2 separate regions of the Gossypium hirsutum genome follow, and region 1 is linked to region 2. A link is a contact called in public Hi-C data. All regions are on one chromosome and are shown on one strand. The core of a region is the stretch at or near the end of the contact, and the rest is flanking DNA. Distances in the headings are between cores, read along the strand shown. Region 1 holds the start of LOC107922163 (phosphoglucomutase, cytoplasmic). Region 2 holds the start of LOC107922203 (F-box protein SKIP28).

Region 1 (6,216 bases), core at 510-3,009, 580 kb after region 2:
GTTAAAACATTCAAGAAAATATAATATATCCCAAGTACTTTGAAGACAAAAAGACCAAAATAAAATCAAGCAAATGATATGACCAGACTATTGTCTCTGGATGACATGAACTAAATATCTTTCAAGATAAAACTAGAACATTTTGTTGAACTACCCAAAGAATTGTGCATATATCCCAAGTACAATTAGGGCAGATACATCCTTTTCATAAGAGTTTCCCTAATATAACAAAGCACACAATCTAAGCAAGCCTCACATAAATGGATGTACGTAAAGTGAATCCTTAGTTCCAAGATTTTAAGAGCATAGTTAAAGAGCCACATTATGCCTCTAAATATTAAAAAGTAAAAATTACCAAGTACATTTAGCATACAAAAAGGCATAGCATCAACAAAAACCCTTACCTCTAACTTTTTCTGGTGTAAGGGCATTGAATGTTGACTGAACGAAATTTTGCAAATAATGAGGCTGAATGAAAACTTTCACCTGGACAGGTCAAAACACCACAGTATACAATTAAAAGAAAAACATGTAAATCAATATGCAGAGGCATATTGTAAGAAAATATAGAAAACTGTTTATGTTCCATATCACTCAAGTTGCAAATAACCTGAACTTTGACACGGATTTTAGCAACATGTAAAAAATGGACTTCGACAATGAAGGAAACTATTAATCTAATTACCTATCATGCGTAAGAACACTGTACAGAATACTGGTCAAACAATATAAGTAAGACCTGAAGAACTATTAAGTAGTATTAATTTTTTAGCATCAGTTCCAGAGTATTAAAAATTAAAACCCATAACGGGCAACAGGCATCCAAAACATCAACAATTAGGAATTATATAATCATTTAAATATAGAAATACGATCTAAATATAAAACAAACCACCAGAAACCATATAAATATAGTTATTAGATTCATGAGAAACTATGAGCTGAAATGGAATCAAGCATTAAAATTTTACCTCAAAAAAAAAAAAAAACAAAGAACTAAATTTAAATAATGAATGAACTTGATTCAGATCCAGAATAGAAAAGAAAAGGAAAATAGATCATAATTAAGTTAAAACTTCAAATAGCAAATAGATCAGCACCGAAAATGATAATATCCATGTCTCTCTTCGGTTACATGTTATAGAAGTAAATCTTAATCTATGAAAATGAAGTTCAATATATAGTTTACGAGATCATCTAATTCAACGAGAAGACCTTGCAGCAGGCATCAATCAAACGGATTAAATTGATCTAAAATTAAATTGGAGTGATATAACAGAAGATCGAGATATCGTATAACGATCAAAGTAAAGGAAATGAAGAAGGAAATGAAGAAGGACGATTAAGAAGCAAAAGGAACCTTCTTACGGAGGCCAGAAGTTCCAGGCTTCTGGCCGTCGATCGGCGTCGTCGAGACTTTGGAAACCTTGAACACCATTTCTTTGCTTTCTACGACTGCCATGCAACACAATTCAATCAATGCGAATCTCTTAACTCTTGATAAATAAATATGTAAATATTAAAAAAAATGAAAAGAGAGAGAGAGAGAGCTCACTCGTTGGGGAGATCAAATTGAAATGCGTTAGTTTTGAGAATAAGCTGGCAAAGTGAGGAAGTGACCCGTATTACCTTCTTTTTAATAATATATTGTTTCTTTTTCTTTTTTGATATGAAGTGAAAGAAACGCGAACGGTGAAGATTGAGGCCAGGATGAGATTAGACAGGGGGCGATTTGAAACCTCACGTATTCTCCCTTGTTTGGGATGAATAAAGGAGATCTACTTCAAACTTTTTTACTCCACAATAGAGCTGCTCATGGGCCGGGCGGCCCGGCCCGGCTCAGCCCGATAGCCCACCTAAAATTTAGGAGGATTTAGGTAAAAATATAGGCCCAAAATATGGGTTTGGGTAGAAAAAAAAACCCGTTTAAAAAACAGGCTGGACCTCGGACAAAATTTTTTTGGCCCGGTTCGGCCCGAAAATATATTAAATATATATTTTTTAATTTATTATTACATTTACATTTTACATTTCCCATTTCCCCTCCTTATTTTCCTGACCCCGTTTAGACTTCAGATACAAATCCCTAATCCCTTCCCTCCGCCCTTTTTTTCCCCCAAATCGAAAACTCACCTCCACCGATCCACCATCTCACCTTCAGTGTTCGGTCCTCCATGACTCCACCTCTACAACTCTAGCAGAATTTGACCAAAATTTAATCATTTTACTAGGTGGCGTTGTTGTTCTCTTCAGTTCGATTCTTCTGCAACTTCCGACCCAAACCCTTCAAATCAACAAGTTCAAGGTAACATGCTTCGATTCTTCTTCACTTTAGTTTTCATTTCAATTGAAATTTTCGAGCTTTACATTTTAATCATGTACTTAAGAGAAGGCCGCTCTTTATTGCTGAGTTTAGTGACGGTGACATGCTTCGATTTTTAACTATTTGTTGCCATGTTTTCCACCAAGAATGCATTGATCATTGGCTTGAATCACATAAAAGATGCCCAGTTTGTCGTTAAGAGTTAGATGTGACTAGTAAATCAATAGTAAATCCCTCAAATCTCTAAAATCTCAAGTTTTACAGGTTAGAACATTTCCCCCTTTTTTGTAATATTCTTTACTTTTTATTGATTCTTTTGTTTCAATTTCCTGTTATGAGTGATTTATTGATTGTTTTATTATGTTTGTTTTGATCTGATCTTATCGTTTTGGTGATTGTTGTTGAACAGGTGATCGGGGATTTTGATCTCAAAGAGTTCATCATGTTTAATCGACTGTTCAGGAAACCTAAGCAGGAAACAAATGCTCTAACCACGTTAGAAAAATTAAACGAGGTGTAGTATTTGATTTTCTTTTATTTTTTCACTTTAATTGGCAAACCAGTTATTTATTTTTGTATTTCTCTTGCTTTGTTTGAGTTCAAAAATTTTTGCAATAAATGTAACAGTTTTTTGCAATATATGGAATTCATTTGTTATACTTAAAGAACAACTTATCTAGTATTGTTATTTAGTTGAAGAGAAGGGTTTCAAAGATAAAAGGAATGAATATCTCTTTTATCGTGTATACATATTCCTTGCTGATCTCGCTAAAAGTTGATGCTATGATGGACTGTGATCTTTTCTGTATTTAAAAGTTTGGTTATATTGGTTGTGTATTAGGGATAATTTCAAAATTTTAAGAATATTAATTTTAGTGATTTTTATTTCGTCTGGTGCTACAAAATGCAAATTGCAGTCTATATTCGTTTCCACTGAATGACTTACATTGCTTCTTTCTACTTTTTTTTATTTTTTTAATTTTAAAATATTTTTAAAATACTTTTTTAAAATTTTTGGTATTTATTAAAAAATGGGCCGGGCTGGGCTGGGCTGGGCTTATGATTTTTTCTTGGGTCGGGCCTGGGCAAAATTTTAGGCCCATATTTTGGTTCGGGCCGGGCCCGGGCCAAAAATTTTCACTGGGCCCGACTCCGAACCCAGCCCGGCCTGGCCCGGCCCATGAGCACCTCTACTCCACAATTCACTTACGTCTAAATTTTATAGGAATTTGATATGAGAAATCTATTCGTTAAGCATGTATAATTAGGAGTGTGTCGTTAAAACCAATTTAACCGATTAAATCAAACTAATTCAATTAATCGGTTGATTAATTGATCTAATTCGGTATAGAAGTAAATTAATAATTGTTTAAAAGTTCAGTTAACAGTTAATTCGGTTCAAAATCAATTAATTAACTAAAATTAATAATTAATATTATATATTAACCAGCTGGCCACTACCCATCCAGACCTAGGCCCCAAACATTAACCCACTTTCAAATAAATCCAATCAACTAAAAATAAACTCAAACACTAACCCAAGCCCCAAATATAAAATTTTAATTCCTCCTAAACCTAAAAATAATGCACACGGTAATACATCGACCACTAGATCCCAAAATCTCACAGATTCAAAAATCCCTAACCCTAATAGAAAATCCCTAATTTAAAATCTCCAAAGTCTCAAAATCCCCACTGTTAGTCACCACCATCCGACGTCCACCAGTCACACCATTCGGCATACACCACGTCACCATCATCGCTTGACGTTCGTCTGCCATCAATTTCGGTTTCACCCAAAATCCCTAATAGAAAATTTCTCAAAATCCCTTCACTCACCATCGTCCGACACTCACCTTGAATTTTTTTCAGGTATTTTTTTTACTGAAATGGATTTTTCTTCTACTTTTTTATGAAAAATTTTTCATTCTTCGATATTTCTGCAATTTTGTTGTTGCTTCTTTGTTCTCAACATGTGTTTGTGAATGTAATTTAGTAGAAAGGTTAGACCATATCTGCTGCTTCTTTGCTCTGCTGCTTCCTTGTTTTGCAATTCTTGGATTTTTCACATCAGCAAGTTATTGACCATGCACCTGAAATACAAATCGAAACTTTACATTCACTTTGGATGCATTCCCAGTTCTAATGATAATAATAATCCAATGTTGATTTCATACTATAATGTATTGAAAGAAATGCATAATATTATCTAAAATACATTCAAAACATTGAAAAAAATGATAAACAAACTTTGCCAAGTTAGAAGATAAATAAAATGCTCTGGAAAAAATTCAATTAATTCAGTTAACCAACCAAATTAACCGAAATATTTCGGTTTGGTTAACTTTTTTTGAAAAAATTTTGGTTCGGCTAACGGTTAAAGGATTAAAAAGTTTGGCTAATTTAGTTAATGGTAGTTCGATTCGGTTAACCGATTGTTTAACTGTTTGAACACCTCTATGTATATTTAAAACTAGTTCCCATTCAAGGGTTTAATATATATATAATTATTTGAAATACAATATATTTTTATAATATTTTAACTATATTTTGTATATATAAATAAAGATGGTAGAAGATAAATATATTTTAATAAAATATATAGAGAGGTGAAATTATAAACATAACATTAAAATATAAATATTCTTTTTTATGTTTAAATGTATGCATATAAATTAGTAATTTAAATAAAACCTAGTAATTTTTTAGATTTAATTGAAAATATTTAATAATAAATAATTTTAAATATAATTATTTTTAATATTTTTAATAATAAATAGTATTGATATTAAAGAATTTTTAAAATGAAAATCACATTAATCATTTGTCAAATATATATATACTTACTATTATTAAATTCTTGACTGAGTTGGTATCATGAGTCAATCGGACACCAACTCTGTAACTACCCGATTTTTAATAGTGTCAAAAAAGCCGGTTTTGGAACCCTATTATCATAAATTGGGTTCGTAAATATTAAATTAAATTTTTTACAGAGTTGGTATAAAAGACAATTAAAGTTTTTTCATTCAAAATTTTCTTTTAATTGTTTAATTTAGGTACAAGGACTAAATTATAAAAGTTTTATCGTTATAGGTTTTTAACTGACCGAAAACTTAAGGACTTAATTTGCAACTAGACAAGGGTTTTCAATGGCAATTGAACCATTTCTTAATATGAAATAGTGGGAATGATGTAATAGTCCCCTGAGTATAAATAGATTAAGCTTAATCTTAAACCTATTTAATTAAATGTTAATCTATGTATAAAAGCTACAAATTAGTCTAATTTTCATATCTTCTTCATTCTTTTATTTGGCCAAGACTTGAAAACCTAAGAAAAATCATTTTTGAAGCTCAAGTTATTCGGTCCTTCAATTGGTAAGTGTTTTCAAGCTCTTTTCTTATAATTTTTATATTTTGAAGGCCATGAGAGCTTGATTTAGCTAGCCCATGTATCAATTTGACAAATTATTAAAGTTTTTTAAAGTTTCCATTGTTGATTTTTTGAAGAAATTGGTGTTAAATTGATAGATTTTAAGCTTAGATATGAAAAAAGAACTAGATTGTAAAGATTAATTATTAGTTTTGTTCATAAGGACTAAAGTGAATAAAATGTAAATTTTATGAGAAATTTTGGTAGCAATAGATATTAGAGGGTCCCTAAAGGATGTAATTATACCTTTAAACTGAAGCTTAAAATTAAAAGTTATGGCTATTTCGGTTTTAGGGGCTAAATTGAATAAAATGTAAAACTTTAAGGGTATTGAAAAATAAAGTTTCATAGGTTCATTCATATCATGAAATAGTGTATAAATATTTGGTATTGATAAATTGAATGAAATAATTGCATAGATTGGGAATTGAATCAAACCGGAGATAATCAGGGAAAAA
Region 2 (6,310 bases), core at 875-3,374:
TTCATGTTGGCAATGCCGTTTATCCAAAGGCTTTTTAGGCCATCTTGGCATTCGGATAGCTTCTGCAGAGCTCTTATTACTCCATCAGGGGTTAAGCCAGTGCAACCTGGTATGTGAAGCTGAATCAACATATAAAACAACTTCTTAGTTTATATTAATGTCTTAATTACACAAGTTGTATTTACTGCACAGAAAAGAAGATCATAATTTAGAGTTGAGTGTGGTTGTTTTTGATCCACACATATATAAGATAGAGGAAAACGAAACCCTGCCATTGAAATCTTATCCATTCCATATCCTAAAAGGAAGTATATTTGGAAAAGAAATAATAAAAAAATTCGTACCTTACTGATAAGAGGGTTTTGGTCGAGTACCCTTTGAAGCCCATCATCTGTAATTTTGGCACAGTACATGAGAACCAAGGTTCTTAGCCTACCATTTGCCTTTGAAGCAATTTTCATCAGAATCTCATCTGACAACCTCAAGCTCAAAGGCCTTTCAACGATGACGTTTAGCCATGGGAGTACATCCTTTTCCACTGCATCTCTCAGTGACCTGCAAACTTCACTCATGGACAGAAGTTCAAATAATGGAAGGTAGGCCAAGACAAGAAACAAAGCCTCATGGGGTGGCCCTGCAAAACTGGATCGTTTATGTGAACGGGTTGCAAGTTCCATGCTCTTTGCAATCTCCATATTGTTTTGATGAAAGAACTGTCTAGATTATATATAGAGAATATAAATCCTTAACAAATAAGCGACCAAAATATGCCCTAAACTAAAGGAGAAGTAAAATGAAGATGTTGACAGGAGGGAAGAAGGGGTTCAATTGTGAGTTTGTCAAAATATGTATTCCATTTTTCTTGCCCTCTAAGGATTTGCTCCATAGTTGACTAGCTTTAAATTCAACCATACAACTAAGTTTTTTTTTTGTTAGTTTTAAGAAAAAATGGAACATTAAACTAAAACAAATGTTACGGATTATAATCTGATCTTAAGATTGTTGTGTTAAACACCTTCTATAATTACACTATGGTAGTTTCAATCATTTACATTTTTCAACTGTAAGTTTTTCACCATCCACAAACAAGTCACTGTTGACCTGTCTGTCCTTGATGGAAAGATGTGCAAAGGGAGTAGCAACTTGGAGATATGGACCTAAGTAGAGCTTTCTCCTAGTGTCTATCCAACCCTTGTCCAACAATGAAGATCATGTATTCAAGCAAGGCCGAATCACAGGGCAACATTATAGGACCATGACTTGATAGACCAAACTCTTCCTCCGAAAAGCTTTAAGAGTTCAACAAATATGTTGTTGCTGAGATATGACAAGGGCACATGATGCCGCTTTTGATCTGCTGTGTAGATGACAAAATGACCTTTTTCAGCCACCGGTGATTCATCGACACCGCCTGCTATAACTTTTGCATTGGATGTCCTCAGTAAATAAACTCTTTCTCTCTGTTAAACAGTTGTTAAAATGGTTAGTTTGATAGGTTGTTACAAAATCTATTAACCAGTTCATTAGGCAGTTGGTTCTCATATGTGTATAAAACGTCATCAGTGTATTCATTTAAGATCAAGATAATATGACTAAAGAATTCTTCTATACTTCATTTTTCTATTTATACCTATTTTGTGTAGTATCTTAAATGGTATCAGTCGCCTAATCCTGGCGAGTGCTTCCATTATTCGCGTGATGGCACCGTCAACCGATTCTAACTCTGCTGATCCTATGAGTTCGTCGTTTTCAAGTGCTCGTTTGGTTCAATCTTTCCCTCGTCGTGATACGGTAAAGTTAGAGGAGAGGAGCTTTGTTCAATGGCAGCAACATATCCGACTCATAATAGAGGGATATGAGCTGCAGGGGTTCTTGGAGGGCACATTGGCTGCTCCATCTCAATTTGTTGCATCTTCAGAAAGTACGCTTCTTCCAAATCCAGACGCATCTCTGTTTAATTAACAGGATAAACTGTTAGCATCTTGGCTTCTTTCCACTATAAGTTCATTGATTTTGTCGTATTTTACCTTTGCTAAGTCTGCGTGTGAAATTTGGAGCACCGTAAATCGGCTATTTGAAGTTTCTACTGGTGCGAAAATCTCTCGTGTTAAGCATGATCTGCATTCTATAAAAAAGGGCGAATTAACTGTCAGAGAATATGTTGCAAAGATAGAAAATGTTTGTGCGTTACTTGCAGCTTCTGGATCGACAATGTCAGAAGCCGAAAAGGTAGAAGTTGTTTTGGCCGGTCTTTCGGTAGACTTTGATATCGTGTTGACCCTAGCCTCATTCTTGATGGAGACGCTTCCTTTTCAGCGTCTAGTCGACGTTCTCTTGGAGTTTGAGAGTCGACAGTTGCAGGTGGCGCGTGAGGTTCCGATGCAAGCCCACCTTGTTGAACAACCTTTGGTTGCCGCGGTGGTTGACTCAGGTTCGTCGCGCGATGTGCATGAAGGGCGTTCACATGGCCTTGGTTTCCGATTGAGAGTGCAGTGTCAGATCTGCAGTAGGTTCGGTCATTTGGCTCAGTGTTGTTTCTATCGCTTTAACCGTACTTATGGTGGTCCAAATGCTTCCAATACGGTGCGAGCTTCCTCCTCTGCATATGGTGGTCGAAAGCTACAGGGTGGTGTTTATGGTGATTCGGGTTCTGGAGAGAATCTTTTGGGGGGTTTTCAAAATCAACGTTGGCCGCCGTAAGCTAGGGTTGCTTCTTTCTATCGTCATCCTAATATGGCTGAGTATGGAATTGGGTTTGGGTCTAATGATGGCCCATTTGATCTTTATGGTGTGGCTGCTGGACGTCATATGCAAGGTGAGTTTGGGCGTGTCTTGGGTCAGCAATCTGTTGGGCCTTCTGATGTGCTGCATAGGCCGAATCTTGTGGAACTAAGTGCAGGCCAGAATTATGGGCATTCATGTGGGCCGTGGTTTAGAGCAAGTGCAAGCCAGAATTTTGGGCATCTGTGTGGGCCGTGGTTTAGACCAAGTGCAGGCCAAAATTTTGAATTTGTTAGTGGCCAAAATAATGGATCGAAATTTGAGCCGATTAGTGGTCAAAATAATGGGCTGCCCAGTGGGTCAGTCCATGCTAATCAAAATTTTGGGTTGGTCAATGCTAATTAAAATTTTGGGCCCCGTTCACTTGGGCCTAATGCTAATTTTGTTGAAGGTTCCATACCCAATAATACTTCTGAAGTTCTGTGGCAGACTAAACCACGAGTACGTGTTTTTGATTTTGGTTCCTCACAGTGTGTTTACCTACCACGAATTCCTGATTTTCGTGCGTCTGATTTTCGTATGCCACACAGTATGATTCTGATTTTGGTAATACTAACTCGTCTACTCCTATGCCGATAGGAACCTCATCATGGTATCCAGATTTAGGGGTCATTCATCATGTCTGTCAAAATGCATCTGATTTGAATGCCGCTACTCCATATATAGGTAATTCTTCACTTTTAATGGGAAATGGGGCTCCCATTAAAAATTCGTCTGTTGGGGATATTGTTCTACTAATAAACAAGAAGTTATTACACCTTTCTAATGTTCTGTGTGTGCCGAGTATTCAAAAGAATCATATGTCTGTTTCTCAATTTGCTGTCGACAACAATGTATTTTTTGAATTTCACCCCTTTTTATTGTGTTGTTAAGGACATCCAAACACAGGTAATTGTACTGCGGGGCCGAGTTCGTGATGGTTTATACCAATTTTTAGCTGGTTCATCTATTCCTTCTGATTCAATTCCTTCTACTAATAACACTGGGGTTCTAGGTGGCCGATTGAATAATGATGATGTTTTCTCACTAAGGTATAAAAGGCTTGGTCACCCTTCTGCTGAAGTTGTTAAACTTGTACTTAACAAGCGTCAAATTGTTTTGAATAAAAAATGCCTTGATAATGTTTTTGTTGCTTGTCAAAAAGGGAAATAACATAAGTTGCCCTTCTCACACTCTACCACTGAATATATGGAGTTGTTTGAATTGGTTGTCTCTGATTTGTGGGACCAGCTTCTGTTGATTGTAGCAGTAATCTGTATTACATTTTGTTAATTGACATGTGTAGTCGGTTTACTTAGATTTATCTGATTAAACGTAAATCTCAAGCAATTAACTGTTTTCTTTAGTTTCAGAAGATGGTCAATACTCATTTTGGAAAGACTATTAAGAAATTTCAAAGTGATTGGGGAGGTGAGTTTCGTACTTTTGCTTTAGTTCTAGTTAGTCTTGGGATTCTTCATCGTCTTTTTTGTCCACATACGTCAGAACAAAATGGTGTTGCTGAGCACAAACACAGTCACATTGTGGAAACTGGTCTTACACTTTTGGCTCAGGCTAGTCTACCTATGAAGTATTGGGGATATGCATTCTGCAGTGCTGTACATCTTAGTAATTGGTTGCCCACACCAGAGGGCAAGTTAGTTGTTTCTTATCATGTTGTGTTTGATGAATGTTGATTTTTATTTTCGTCCGTTCTTCCCATTGTTCAAATCTCTTCTCACTCTCCCACATATGTTCCTGTTGTGAGGAACTCTTCAATTATGACTACTGCAGAACCCGGTAACATAATTGCTCCATCACCGACTACATCTCTGTCTCCTAGTTCAGGTTGTAATGCTGATACATCCGCTCCGGTAAAGCTTCCTAATGTGTGTCGTCCTAGTGAGTCTGTCTCAGTTGGTTCACAAGCTGAGTGTGGAAATAATATAAGGGAGTTTTGTCTTTCAAGATCATCTACAGATACTAGTCTATCCAGTGTGTCTCCGATTGTTTCTTCTCTACCTATAGGGAATACTCATGCTATGGTTACTTGGTCTAAGGCAGGAGTTTTTAAGCCTAAATCTTTGTCAGTCGACGTTGTAGATTTTGAGCCTCGGTCTGTTGAGGAAGTGCTTGCTCATAAGGAGTGGAAATTTCAGTTCAAGTTGAATTTGATGCTTTAATGGCCAACTCTACCTGGTAGCTGGTTTCTCTACCTCCTGGCCGGAAAGCAATTGGATGCAAATGAATTTTCAAAATAAAAAATCCTAATGGGTCGATTAATCGTCGAAAAGCACAGTTGGTTACAAAGGGATGCTCTCAGGTTCCTAGTTGTGACTTCAACGAAATTTTAGTCCAGTGGTCAAACCTGCTACTATTCGAATCATTTTTCTATTGCTGTGACTAATGGTTGGAAACTTTGTCAGGTTGATGTAAATAATGCTTTTTTAAATGGAGATTTGACTGATGAAGTGTTTATACAACAGCCTTTAGAATACGTTCAACATGGTCCAAATGGTGAGCCATTGGTGTGTCATTTGACGAAAGCTTTATATGGGTTACGGCAAGCTCCTTGTGCCTGGTTTGAAACATTGAAGCAATTTCTTATTTCTAATGGATTTGTCTTGCCTAATGCTGATGCCTCCTTGTTTGTTAATGTTTCGTCCACATCCACTGTCTATATTTTGGTCTATATGGATGATATTGTTATTACAGGCAGTTTAATAGATGAAATAAATTGTTTTATTCAGCAACTTCATAACAAGTTTTCTTTAAAGGATATGGGTGAGCTTCACTATTTTTTAGGGATTGAAGTTAGTCGATCGTCCACTGGTAGTCTTCATTTATGTCAGTGCAAGTACATTCAAGATCTACTTGATAGGAGCTTTCTGGCTAATACGAAGAGTGTTTATGTAACAGCCCAAAATTGACCCTAGTCGGGAAGTGGTTTCGGGACCACAAAACTGAGTCTTATAAATAATTAAAGATTATATTCTGTGTTTATGATGTGCGTAAATGCTTGTGTGATAGTTCCATACTTTAATTTGGTCAGTGTATGTGGAATTTATTAGTAGGGACTTATGTGAGACAATTTAGAAATATGCTAGGCAAGTGTTCAAGTGGCCCATTAATATATGTGGGAAAGTGTTTGTCCTTGCATGTCAAATTAGCCAAATTAAAGCATAGTGGCTGGCCATGCTATGGGTGGAAACATGTCACCAACATGTTATGCTAGTGATGTATGCTAAGAAAAATAAAATAAAGAGCATGGTAATTAAACAATGAAAAGGAAGGGTGATGAAAAAAAATGGTCTCATCCATACCCCCTTGTTGCCGTGAGTTGAGGAAAGAAAACAAAAAAAATGTGTTCATTCTTGAACACCTTTGGCCGAATAGAGGAAAGAAAGGAAGGGGAAGAGCTTGAGAAAATCGGCTATGGTGGTTTGCTAGACTAAGGTATGTTTGATGTTGTTCTTGAGATGCATGCATGCTTTAGTAGTTGACTTGAGTTCTAAAAACCCATGGTTCAATTTTGTGGATTGATGATGAT

The links. A called contact is a pair of places that touch in the nucleus more often than the background predicts.
Region 1: a contact with region 2 is called in a Hi-C map of leaf, with 2.1 times the contacts expected there. The contact joins the promoter of LOC107922163 here to the promoter of LOC107922203 in region 2. A contact is called at or near these places in 2 of 34 Hi-C or Micro-C datasets (both in leaf).

Annotation. Positions count from the first base shown.
Region 1 is chrD01:45,976,017-45,982,232 of Gossypium_hirsutum_v2.1, forward strand. It overlaps LOC107922163 (phosphoglucomutase, cytoplasmic), which reads right to left and starts at 1,760. Exons shown (of 18, transcript XM_016852050.2): 1 at 1,556-1,760; 2 at 1,361-1,455; 3 at 405-486. The coding sequence starts at 1,438. LOC107922164 (a long non-coding RNA gene) reads left to right here and starts at 1,856. Exons shown (of 2, transcript XR_001691195.2): 1 at 1,856-2,587; 2 at 2,733-3,071.
Region 2 is chrD01:45,396,904-45,403,213 of Gossypium_hirsutum_v2.1, forward strand. It overlaps LOC107922203 (F-box protein SKIP28), which reads right to left and starts at 2,125. Exons shown (of 4, transcript XM_016852097.2): 1 at 2,028-2,125; 2 at 1,631-1,950; 3 at 345-1,460; 4 at 1-119. The coding sequence starts at 695.